Regions from separate parts of the Sus scrofa genome. Here region 2 is linked to region 1. The links are chromatin contacts, called in public Hi-C maps. All regions are on one chromosome and are shown on one strand. Each heading gives the region's core, a stretch centred on a gene start, on an enhancer-like site or on the middle of the called end of the contact. The rest is flanking DNA. Distances are from core to core; before and after follow the strand shown. Region 1 overlaps MAN2A1 (alpha-mannosidase 2). Region 2 overlaps LOC100626591 (a long non-coding RNA gene).

Evidence for each region. Hi-C and Micro-C count contacts between places; a contact is called where the count stands out from the background.
Region 2: a contact with region 1 is called in a Hi-C map of skeletal muscle, with 2.9 times the contacts expected there. The contact joins two enhancer-like sites. A contact is called at or near these places in 1 of 5 promoter capture datasets (fetal liver), 5 of 47 Hi-C or Micro-C datasets (embryonic fibroblasts, fetal skeletal muscle, retroperitoneal adipose tissue and 1 more) and 1 of 2 datasets of contacts at active chromatin or transcription factors (skeletal muscle).

The regions. Positions count from the first base shown.
Region 1 is chr2:114,685,834-114,692,341 of Sscrofa11.1, reverse strand. All of the region lies in intron 1 of MAN2A1 (alpha-mannosidase 2), which reads right to left. Among named protein-coding and RNA genes, the nearest start is that of MAN2A1, 13 kb to the right of the region's middle. Within about 2 kb of position 3,356, at least 8 of the 83 cell types and tissues checked have an H3K27ac peak or open chromatin away from gene starts, as enhancers often do. A contact at or near this core is called in skeletal muscle, where this site is marked.
Region 2 is chr2:114,976,202-114,982,709 of Sscrofa11.1, reverse strand. The region is part of intron 1 of LOC100626591 (a long non-coding RNA gene); the gene reads right to left. Among named protein-coding and RNA genes, the nearest start is that of MAN2A1, 300 kb to the right of the region's middle. Within about 2 kb of position 2,644, at least 4 of the 83 cell types and tissues checked have an H3K27ac peak or open chromatin away from gene starts, as enhancers often do. A contact at or near this core is called in skeletal muscle, where this site is marked.

The DNA of each region.
Region 1 (6,508 bases), core at 2,107-4,606:
ACGTATGTTACCCTACTTCTCTATCTAAAACCACAAACCACAGCTACAAAAAAACCTTTCAGTGGTACTGCCCAGATCTGGAGCTTATCCTACTTGAATCTTCTCCAAGGTATTGTCTTTTTGCTTCCTTCCGCTTGTCCATTCAAAGAAATAAATGTCCTCACCATGTGAGCACAAAGAATGCTTAAGTAATACCTTGCCAAAACACAGGAATAAGGCACTCTTTGCCCTGGAAATCATCATTCATAAATCTCACATCTGCCACGGAGTGATAGTAACAGAGGTTGCTCAGACGTAGGTATATGAAAAGAGTGCCAAGTGACGGTGAAGGGAAGAGCTGGGACACCAAGTTCCCCATCCCTTGCTTCCAGCAGGGGACCCCAAAGACTCATGGTTGCAAGTGCGCACCCTCTTTGTAGCAGCTGGAATCACCACAGAGGGTCCCAGGCTTGAGCCAGAATAACAACAGGCCCTACTGGTTTTCCCCATCTGTGTAATCCCCATCCTCTCATCACCTCCACAAGTGAGGGTGGGACTCCAGTTGCTGGTGCTTTCTGCAGGCTCCAAAACACAGCTTTCCTTCCACCCTGTGGGTTTCCACATGTTTATTTAGATTAGAACTGTGGAGTTCCCATCGTGGCTCAGTGGTTAACGAATACGACTAGGAACCATGAGGTTACAGGTTCGGTCCCTGCCCTTGCTCAGTGGGTTAACGATCCGGCGTTGCCGTGAGCTGTGGTGTAGGTTGCAGATGCGGCTCAGATCCCGTGTTGCTGTGGCTCTGGCGTAGGCTGGTGGCTACGGCTCCGATTCAACCCCTAGCCTGGGAACCTCCATATGCCGCGGGAGCGGCCCAAGAAATAGCAACAACAACAACAACAACAACAACAACAACAAAAGACAAAAAAAAGACAAAAAAAAAAAAAAAACTCTAAAAAAAAAAAAAAATAGATTAGAACTGTAGTGCCCCCACCCACACCAGCCCAATGCAGCAGCACAGAAACCATCTTCCTGCTGAGGCATCATTTTAGGCACCAAGTCACTGTATTAAGCGAAATTCTACAGAACGACTATCTTTTTAAAAATGATTAATAGAACAAGGACCTGTAAGTAGCCAAAATGTTTAGATTCTAAAATATTTTCATACACTGCAGTTTTATTACCTTCAAATATATTTAATAACTGTAATTAAGTGGCACTAAGCAAATTACGTGTTGACTAATAGAATTCTTTCTGTAATTCAGCCCTTTGCAAACTGTTCTACGGAATATTACTTTTCTTCATATTTATTGCAACTTTTTCTAAAACCACACTAATTTTTCTCTAAAACATATTTCATACTTTTAATGGAATGTCTATTCTCAAGCCTAGCATTCTGAGATAGTATGTCAACACTATATCCCACTCAAGAACATACATAACAAAGGATTTTCCATTGTGGTTCAGGGGGTTAAGAATCCAACTAGTATCCATAAGGATACAGGTTCAATCCCTGGCCTCACTCAATGGGTTAAGGATCTTGCATTTCCGTGAGCTGTGGTGGAGGTCACAGACATGGCTCAGATCCTGCGTTGCTGTGGCTGTGGCACAGGCCAGCAGCTACAGCTCCGATTCAACCCATGGCCTGGGAACTTCCATATGCCATAGGTGTGGCCTTTAAAAAGAAAGAACATGGAATTCCCGTCATGGTACAGTGGTTAACGAATCTGACTAGGAGCCATGAGGTTGCGGGTTCGGTCCCTGCCCTTGCTCAATGGGTTAACCATCCGGCGTTGCTGTGAGCTGTGGTGTAGGTCGCAGACGTGGCTTGGATCCTGCGTTGCTGTGGCTCTGGCGTAGGCCAGCGGCTATGGCTCCAATTTGACCCCTAGCCTGGGAACCTCCATATGCTGCGGGAGCGGCCCAAGAAATGGGAAAAAGACCAAAAAAAAAAAAAAAAGTCCATGGAATGCATTTTCAAACTGCAACAATTCCCAGGTAAGTGGGGTCATGCTGTCATGTATTCATCTGAGCAAAGAATGCTGGTCTATGTTGTTAATCTGTCTTATATTTTTTGATATATGCTTGTCTTTGCACACAAGGGTCATTATGCAGAATCCATTTATACTACCTAAACTCATTCTCCATGAAGGAATGACATATATTGTATTTTAGGATCTGCTGATAAAAGTTCCATTGACACATTATAATTTTACACAAGTAATTTTGAGAAACACAATTTTAATGTAAAAAGAGAGTCACTGTCAATAATGGAAAAAGCAAATCAACCTAAACAGTGTTAGCCTATTAAAATAAATGCAATTGGCTTGTCTAAGATGGTTTTTCATACAGAAATAGTTCTGGGGAACCTCTGAAGGCAGGATTGTATTAAGTAGGTAATCAGCCTGCCTTCAATCTTATTTATACTAATCATTTCTGGAATAAGCCCCTCTCTTCCTTACTAACAAGAGAAAGGTGTTCAGGCAAGCCCCATCTGAATAATTATAAATTCTGAATTTTCTTACTTCTCTTTACAAGCACCAAATATTCTGAAGTTTTATAGATCCTTTCCTAGTGACTTAATAAAAATTGGGCTGAACCAACTCATTTACAAGGGCAAGATGGGATATTCTGTAAATACCACAGAAGCAACAAATGCAATAGCAAGGCACAGTGTAACATATAAGAATATAAAATAGCAAAATTCTAAATATTATACCATCAGCTACCAAAGATGAGTTAAAGATCCAAATTACTTAGGGGTATACAATTTTTCTTTCTTTTACACAATTACTGGTTTAAAAGAAGAAAAAAAAAAAAGTCACAGGAATATCTAATCAGCCACCAAAGCAAATGGGAGAGGTTCTTCTTTACTATAAACAAGAGGCAGTTTAGGGGTATTCTCAGAAACCTGTCTCATCTTCAGAACAACCTTGAACTTTGAGGGCCCTATTTAGAGTGTTGCCTTTTGGTCTTTTAATATCTCTTCCTCCCTTTCCCTTCTCTCCCCGCAACATACACACCACATGCAAGCACACACACACTCAGTAATCTATTTTTTGTTCTTATAACCTAGAAAAAATAACTTAGCCCTGTAATTTGGGTAAAAGATGAGATGGGCCTTTTTTAGTTTCTGAATGCTTCTTTGAAATTCTTCCCTATGATGGCCTTATCTTTTCTTAGGTATGCTGATCAATGAGCTGGTTTCTGACAATTTGAGTACAAGCTGCTTCATTTTATTAACATCTGCTACACAGTCATCTCAATCTAAGAAGCGTAACTCTTTGGCTGTAAGAAATGTTACTTGGCTCTCTGTGCTCCTCTCACAAAGCAAGGCCCTAAGTGAGCTCAGTCATTCTGGGCTGTGCCGATGATACCAGATCAGCATCTCTATTCCTAATTTCTCTGGCACTCCAGCCCACTTGGCTATTTCCACTCACATCCACCTCATCAAAAATGAAACTGAACTTGGCTTCCCAAACCAGCTTATCCTTCAAACTATGCCCTTCTGCAAATAGTACAAGCAGTCTCCAAACACCCCAAAGGGAAAACATGGATCAAATTTTTTGACTGAAGCCTCCCGTCATTACCCTTTATCAAATTTGTAAGAAAGCTCGGTTGCTTCTTTTTACAAAAATTTCTCTCCATTTTTCCTCTTGCTCTTGTTTCTAGCCAATTCAATACTGGTACAGGGATTTACTGCCTTATGTCTGTATTACCTCAAACAGATTCTCAGCTGCCTTCCTGCTTCTGAGTCTTCCTACACACTGCTACCAGAATAATCTAGATTGAATATTCTCTTAGTTTTCTTCCAGGTCTAAAATTTTCTATGAAACTAATTCTCCAACGCTGCTTTTCTCAAGCAGCTTCTTGACACATTCAATAACTTTGAATGGTTCAATACCATCGAACTCATAACTCCGCACACTGGCTCTCAGGGCACCTCACAATCTGATCTCAAACTACTTACTATGTTTTCCCAAATCCTCTTTACAAGATTATAAACCAAACCAGTCTCCTCACCTCTTCTCATGGTGCCAGGCTCCTTCATGACTCCAAGACTGTGGAAGCACTGTACTTCACACTAGGAGTGTTCTTTCTCCTTTCAAAATTCTACCCAATCAGAAAAGCCTAGCTTCACATAAAAGAATGAAATTAGAACACTTCCTAACACCATACACAAAACTAAACTCAAAACAAATTAAAGACCTAAATATAAGGCCAGATACTATAAAACTCTTAGAGGAAAACACAGGCCAAATATTCTCTGACATAAACCACAGCAACATCTTCTCAGATCCACCTCCTAGAGTAATGACAATAAAAACAAAAATAAACAAATGGGACCTAATGAAACTTACAAGTTTCTGCACAGTAAAGGAAACCCTAAACAACACAAAAAGACAACCCACTGAATGGGAGAAAATATTTGCAAATGAAACGACTGACAAGGGATTAATCTCCAAAATTTATAAACACCTCATACAGCTCAATATCAAAAAAACCAAACACCCCCATCACAAAATCGGCCGAAGATTGAAACAGACAATTCTCCAAAGGAGACATACAGATGACCAAGATGCACATGAAAAGATGTTCAATATCACTCATTATTAGAGAAATGCAAGTCAAAACCACTGCAATGCATCACCTTATACCAGCCAGAATGGCCATCATCAAAAAGTCTACAAACGATAAGTGCTGACGAGGGTGTGGAGAAAAGGGAACCCTATTACGCTGTTGGTGGGAATGTAAATTGTGCAACCACTGTGGAAAACTCTATGGAGATTCCTCAGAAAACTAAAAAGAGAATTAACATTTGATCTAGCAATATCACTCCTGGGCATCTATCCAGAGAAAACCATGACTCAAAAAGACACATGTACTACAATGTTCACTATATACAATAGCCAAGACATGGAAACAACCTAAACGCCCATCGACAGAGGAGTGGATAAAGAAGATATGGTACATACATACAACGGAATAACACCCAGTCATTAAAAGGAAAGAAATAACGGCATTTGCAGCAACCTGGATGGACCTACAAATTGTCATGCTAAGTCAGTCAGACAATGAGACACCAACATCAAATGCTATCACTTACATGTGGAATCTAAAAAAAGGACAGAACGAACTTCTTTGCAGAACAGATACTGACTCACAGACTTTGAAAAACATACAGTTTCCAAACGAGACAGGTGGGGGCGGGGTTTGGGATGGAAATGCTATAAAATATGGTTTTGATGATCACTGTACAACTATAAATGTAATAAAATTCATCCAATAATAAAAAAAAAAAAGAAAATCCAAGCTTCTGTCCCATGTTCTTTGGTCAATTTGAGCTAGACCATTACATGAACTTAGAATTCTCTTTAAGTCCTTTGCCCTCATATTAAAAATATATATAAAATCATGGGCTCTTGTTTTATTCTTAGTTCCTATATCCCCAGAATCTACAACAGTGCCTAGTACATAATAGGTACTTCATAAATCTCTGTTCATTGCTAATAACTAGCATTGATTGAGCATTTGCTATGTATCGGGCACTGTTCTAGCTTTTTAAAATTAACTCTTTCAAGAAATAATTAAGTAACAATTGTCTCTAATTGTCTCACAAATGGCAGTTGTGTCTCCTCAAATAACTAAGAAGCTCTATCAAAGCAACATATCTAGTATGTCTATCACAATTTCCATAGTACCTAACATGCAGTGAGTCATCGAATACATGCTGGTTGTAGTACAACAGAAATGTCACTGAATTATAGGCTAATAAGCATATTCCAATTATGTTATGACTAGTTATGGGACCTGGGGCAAAAACAGCTGAGGTTCTGTGTACATGTCCGTATCCTTATCTGAAAAATTACCTAACCTGGAAAGGCCCTCCAAACTCCAAAAATTCTGTCTGACTTTTTCATATTATGACTTTTAAAGGGGGTACTGATGACTGTTAAGAGAATGACTACCTTACTGGATTCTAAAAACACAAACTCAGGAAATTTTTTTTTTTTTTTTTGTCTTTTTAGGGCCACATCTGCAGCATATAGAGGCTCCCAGACTAGGGGTGGAATTGGAGCTACAGCTGTCAGCCACAGCCACAGCCACAGCCTTGCCAGATCCGAGCCACATCTGCAACCTACACCATAGCTCATGGCAACGCCAGATCCTTAACCCATTTGAGTGAGGCCAGGGATTGAGCCTGTGTCCTTATGGATGCTAGTCAGATTCGTTTCCACTGAGCCATAACAGGAACTCCAAATTCAGGATTTTCTACTGTAGAAAATAATTCTGAGAAGGATTCATACTCTTAGGCTTCCACCCTCTATGCTTCACAGGTAAAAATGTTATCATGAAGAAGAGTATCTATAAATTCCACAATCCTCCACACCTGTGCTAAAAGAAGAGAGTAAATGCTACAGAGTACTTCTGAGGTCCCAAAGTACAGCCTCACCCTGAAGAGGAAGAGCTTGCCATTACAAAAGAAAGTATCATCAGTCCTGGAAGAAACACGTTTAACTGAAAAAGA
Region 2 (6,508 bases), core at 1,395-3,894, 290 kb before region 1:
TCAACAACCTACACCAACACCTGATCCTTAACCCACTGAGCAAGGCCAGGGATCAAACCCACATCCTCACAGATACGTCATGTTTGTTACCACTGAGCCATGATGGGAACTCCAAACCAATAAACATTTATTGACTATTGACTAGTACGTGTCAAGTCTAGCGCTGAGTGAAGAAGAAAAAGAAAAAAATATATATATATACATATATGTATGTATGTATATATATATGTACATACGTGTGTGTGTGTGTATATATATAGTGCCTACATTCATGAAACTGTATTCCAATGACAAAGAAAGATAATAAAATATTACAGGAAGAGGATCAAAAGTTGGACAGAATATTAAGGGCATAAATAATAAGTGAACCAACCTCATTTGTGGTCCAGGAAAGGACATGAAGTTTTGGTTGAAATTTGCAAAGTGAAGAAAGATTTATCAGATGGACAGGAGGGCAAAGAGTGTCCAGGCTAAGGAAATGACACATGTGGACTCACAGAAGCAGGAAGAAGCAGGATGGACCCCAGGTACTGAAAGAGGAGCCAGAGTAACTAGAATGTGAGAACAAAGAAGAGGTTAAGAGTTCAGCAGTGCCCAATGCTAGCTAAAGGCCTGGTAAAACATGGTAAATTATTTCAAACTTTATCATAAATGCCTCAGAAGGTACCAATCGGGAAAGGTGACTTACTGACACCTGTTACCATTGCCAGAAGAAAGATAATTACCATTGATGGTACCCTGTGTCTCAACACATTTCAAACGTAATGTTTCATTTTAAATTTTGCAACCCATTCACATTTTTGAGAAAAATAACAAAGGGAACTTTAAATAAATGGTTTCCTGTAAATCAAATTCAAGTGTGAATGTTCCCACTGGTTTGTCTTTCCTCTTTAATGTCCATAACTTACGATTCTTCATTAGGAAACGAAGATAACAGATAAAAATGAAATATCAATAGCATCAGGTGTATTTTAGTACTGGTATTGTGATGATGAAATGAGGCAGGAGTATTATTTAGGATCCTTACTGCTAGCTTCTTTCATGCAGAGGTGCAGATCAGGAGGCAAGAGAAATTTAGTACAACCAGCCAGAACAACTCTTCCCTCAGGGTAGTCATTAAGTCGGGTACAAAGTGAGGTGTTTTCGCTCTCATCCCAAGGGCTACCCTCACAGCAAAGGGGCAGTCACCTGGAAATCCAGCTCTTACCACCTCTATTTATTATGCTTATGTTATTTATTCTTCTAGGTCTCCTCTCTTGAGAAGACCCCCAACACACAAATAGTTGCCCCATCCTGCTCAAAGGAAGTCTTTTCACTGGGGACAAAAATTTTCACTCCATAGACAAAGCTTAAAAGACACTTTCCAGAGAAGGTAAGAGTTTTGGTTCAAATCTTTCAAGGTGGCTCCTCAACAAGCCTTCTCAGATTTCTCAAAGATCTCTTTTTACTCTGAAAGCCCTACCCTACAAAATCTCTTTGAATGGGAAGAGATTGCAAATAGGAAGAAGAGTGATTCAAGGTCACCGAGTGTCTTGGGAATAGGAGAAGAAGAGAAAGAAATGTTTGTCTGCAGCCTGACTGAGGAAGGACTCCTGACTTTCCAGAAGAAGCCCTCGAAGCAAATTACTGGTTTGGTTATTTCTAAGAATATCCTCCAAAAGAACAAGAAATATTCAGACAAGAGGCTTTTCACCTACCTGGCAAAATGTATGCCAAGACTATTATGATCACTGAAGGGGGAACAAAGGCATAAAAAAATCTGTTGCCAGGAAATCAAAGCAAGAGAAGAAAACAAACAACCCCCCCAGCCCCCCTAAAACTGCGTCACTTTAAATACGTGTTTAGCTTCACTGTATTTCAAATTGAGATTTCCAATACAGTTTTGTTCTCTTCTTGAAAGGGCTAATTATACTGATGTTTCCAAGAAACGTGTGACTGTTACAGTGGTTTTATTAGCCTGTTTTCCAGAAGGCTGGTGTGAACGAAAAGCAAGACCAGTTTCATTCAAGTAATATTTGGTTGTTTTATTTTCAAACTCTGAAAGTAAGAGCATTCATATTTATAGATCCCTGTGTACACATCGAGATGTGCAGAGAAGGAGCCAGTGTCTGCCTTTGGCTTTACTTCCAAGGAAACTAGAGGAATTACTCATGCACAAATAAGTACAAACAGCTATCTTTGCAATTGTATAGAAATACAGAGATTTCAAAAGGTATCAGTGTGCAAAGGCATGTATTTAACTGTTTATTAGATTTGTGAAATTGTGCTTTTGTGGTGATACAGACTCTTCAAGGAGTTGGAACAAAATAATGTTTCATTTAAATAGGTTGCAAACAACATTGACGGTCATATATTAGCATCAGAAAATCACTATAATAAAAAAACAAGGTTTTTCTCACTGGGGCTTGGCAATCAGAGCAGGCAAAGAAAATTCTACAAATGAGAACTCTTGAAGGGAAATCCCTGCTCCTCTTTCCCTGAATTTCTCAACTGTAGCTGGAGTGCTTCAAGTCATCTTAATTGTGGTGAGAGCCCAGAGGGGAGTGGTGTCATTTCCAAGAATGCGGTTGTGTTATTTAGGGACTTAGATGCTAATATCCTAGCTAGAATTATACCAGGACTGGAAAAGACAGCCTGAGGACACTGGGCCCTAGTATCTTCACAGCTCACCCCACTTAGCTGCCACGGGAGAAAACCTCTCTTCCCAGAGGATCTCAAAGGTACGAGTACCCAAACTCGAATTAGAACTAAGTACTGAGAGACTCCGGGGGGTTAAGGGGTGGGAATGGGGAAGGGATTGTTGGCAGTGTACAATGCCCTAAAATGTTACATCCCATATCTGCCTGGTCCATTTTCAAGTGTGGATGCTCATTTAGAAAAGTACCTTCCTAATAATCGCAATTGTTGGTTGCTGGTTGAGAGAACAGAAGAGATCAGCAGCCATGAGGACAGGAAAGATCAGGCAGCCACCAAGGGGAGAAAAACATGAGGGTGAATTGGATTTAAGCAACTGTGCACTGTTGGGCCCATACACTGAAATGGCCCAGCTCTTTCAGGTTATACGACTGTTTACTCTGAGGTACTTGGTTCATCTGAGGTTAAGGCAGTTTTTGGAAATAAGGAGGACTTGTGTTGTTTGCCATCCCAGTAATCATTCTTCTTTTCTCAGTTTTCCTTTGGGAGCAATGTGTCTTACACTCAAAATCACTCTAAGAGGTGCTGAGAACTAGCTACGCTGCATCTCCGGGATTGGGCTCGTGGACCATTCTTGGCCATGCAGAGCATTAGGGCCCCTTGGCTACAATACTTGGTTCAAAAATATGCACACACAGCACACAACGGACCAATAAGAGCATGACAATGAGTTGTCTTTATACCACAATTAGGAGGAAAGATCTTTCCCTGGGAAGGCAGCAGGAGTTGCTAAGCTAAGGAGATATGCATTAGCAGATCTGGATACAAGGAAGACCCAAGCTAGATAAATTCTTAATCTGCTTGAATAGTTTTCTGCCACTTGTGACCTACAGAGTAATTAACACAGTAAAGGAACTAGGATGTCCAAACCTGATAAAGGTTGGGGAATGGGAGAACAGAGCTCTCTTATTCAAAGTCAGGGCCCTCAAGATCTTATTCTCACTCTACTACTAATTGTGTGATTATGAGTGAGTCATAGCATCATTTGTGAAATTAAAAAGAACTGGAAAGTGTAAGTTCTAAAATTTTTTGAAAAATCCTATTTTCACATCAAATCTTAACCAAGTCCCATTATCTGAAATAAATCATAATAACAACAGTAAGGGTTCAAGAAGCATATTCTCTGCAGACATCTCAGTTCTAAATGTTTCATGTGTATTTCACACATCTTAATTCTCACTAAATCTTATGAGCCAGGTCTGGTTATAAATTTCATTTTGCAGACAAAGAAACTAAAGAAAAGAGAGATTAAGAAACTTGCCCAAGGGCATTTCTGTTGTGGCACAGCAGAAACAAATCCAATTAATATCCATGAGGACTCAGGTTCAATCCCTGGCCTCGCTCAGTGAGTCAGGGATCCTTGTTGCTGTGAGCTGTGGTGTAGATTGCAGATGTGGCTGGGATCTGGAGTTACTGTGGCTGTGGCATAGACTATCAGCTGTAGCTCCACTTTGACCCCTAGCCTGGGAACTTCCATATGCCTCAGGTGCAGCCCTAAATAGCAAAAAAAAAAAAAAAAAAAAAAAAAAAAAGAAAGAAAGAAGAGAAAAAAACAAACTTGCCCAAGCTCACACAGCCATACATGGTGGGTCTGGAACAGTATCTGGCTCTCAGGCGCTCTGCTTTTAACCAAAGCTTCTCCGGTTGAAGTGAAGTGGGCAAGCTAGAATCCCTTCCCTGAAATTTCACTTGGACATCCTAAGGTTCTGACGAGCTTGATAAGCACAAAATTCTTTGACAGCTAACATTTACTCCAGTTCCAAGGTTTGCATTCATATACACTCAAGAATATTGTGCCAAACATGTCGCAGTAAATCAGTCCTAAGACAATCTGGACATTTGAGGACACCGCTACAAAGCCCTAAAGGAAAATTCCCAGCAGTTCAGCCTCTACCCCATTTGGGGGCACTAGGAAATGTCAGGGCCAGTTGTTAGGAAAACCAGAAAATGGAGAATGTCTGACTTCTGTTGGTATTGTACCTTCTCCCTCAATCATTTCACCTCAGGTACCATACCAGCGAAGCTGCAGACAACTTGAGAAAATTGAAAACCAAAAGAAATATTTGGCCACCATTTCAGTAGACCATGTTCTCTGCAAGTGTCAGGCACTTACTTGGAGCTGTGTTCATTGCCCTTAAGGGCTTAGGGTGGAGGAATCGAGCCAACAGTTGGAATTATAGGAGCAGAGATGAGGAAACAGGAGCAAGGTAGAGATGCTCATTTGACAATAGGTTATTGTTAATGTCCTAGGCATCGTGAAATGCTTACCAAGTAACACGAGAAAAGAGTCAATGATCAGAATGCCAATATTTTAGCACTATTAAGAGGAAAAAGAATTAGGGCAGACACCTAAGAAGGTTTTTCAGAGAGGGAGAAATAAATATTTTCTGTTCCAATCTGGAGAGTTGAGTTCTTTTTATCTTATTCTTTTACCTCTTTCCTCATGGATAATATTTTTTTTTTTTTTTGGTCTTTTTAGGGCCGCACCCGTGGCATATGGAAGTTCCCAGGCTAGGGGTCAAATTGGAGCTTCAGCTGCCAGCCTATGCCATGGCTCACTACAATGTGGGATCTGAGCCTCATCTATGAACTTCACCACAGCTCGTGGCAACACCAGATCTGTAAGCCAGTGAGCAAGGCCAGCAATTGAACCTGCATTCTCATGGATGCTAGTCAGGCTCATTACTACTGAGCCACAATGGGAACTCCTACCTCTTTCCTGAACCCCTATTTTCATTCTGATCAACTGCCCAATAGGTGGTCACAATGTGTTTAATAAATGTTTGTATATCTGCCTATATTCTTATAAAATATATTGTCTTGGTTTACAAAAATGTGAGCTTCTATTTTATATAAACATTTTCACGATGAAATAATTTTTATTTTCTACTTTTGCCACTTAATATTTTCTTCTGGTGAGAACCAAATTGGTGGTTTCCTCCTATCCTATGGCATTCTATAGTTATACCTATCATATTTAAATTCTCCCTTCCTGTAATGATGTACACCCAGCTTCCCTCTATAAGTAGACATGCTTATTCCTGCTTCATATTACAGTATCTTATCTCCTTAAAGGTAATCATTACATGTATTTTAAATTGTTGATCTCTCTGTTCCACCCATTCTTCTTCCAATAGGTTGTTTTATCTCTCTCTTTTTTTTTTTTTTTCCTCACTATTTGATTACTTGGCCTGTGATTTTCTTCTACTGGAGGTATCAGCTATCTTGATTGGCAATATATTCATAGCCTGGGTTTTCAGTCCTCACTGTTTTCTGGATTTGATCCTGTGCCTGAGGACATCAATCCATTCCTCAGGCTCGAGCACTGCTCTTTTCTGAAAGCTTTTATCTTTCAGCAATAACTGCTTAGAGCTCAGAGTGTGAGGAGGTAAAAGAAGAAATGCCTGAAAGTGGGCCAGTAGACTTGCATCTATGGTTACCTGCTCCTAAGCCCACCCTTCTCCTAGGTTGCTCTTATTCCTTAGTCCCTTTTACTGACCAACTGGGGCTGGTGTTGTGATGTTTTCCTATCACATTATGGTGGGGGAAAACGCACCCGTTAGCTATTCCAGGCAATGTGACAGAAAACTGCACAATGAGATGCTTCCTGACTGTGTCACTTGTACTTTCATTTCCTATACTTTCTGTCACAAGCACACTCCCTCTTGCAGGCTTTCTTGTCATCATTTGCTTTCAATCTCAGGAATCTACTGGGTTGGGCTTGGAGCCTTCCAGGGAACTGTGTTAACTCTCCATCTTGTCAGGTCTAAGACACAACCAAGGACTGGATTTGTCTCCCCACTCAACTCTGAGT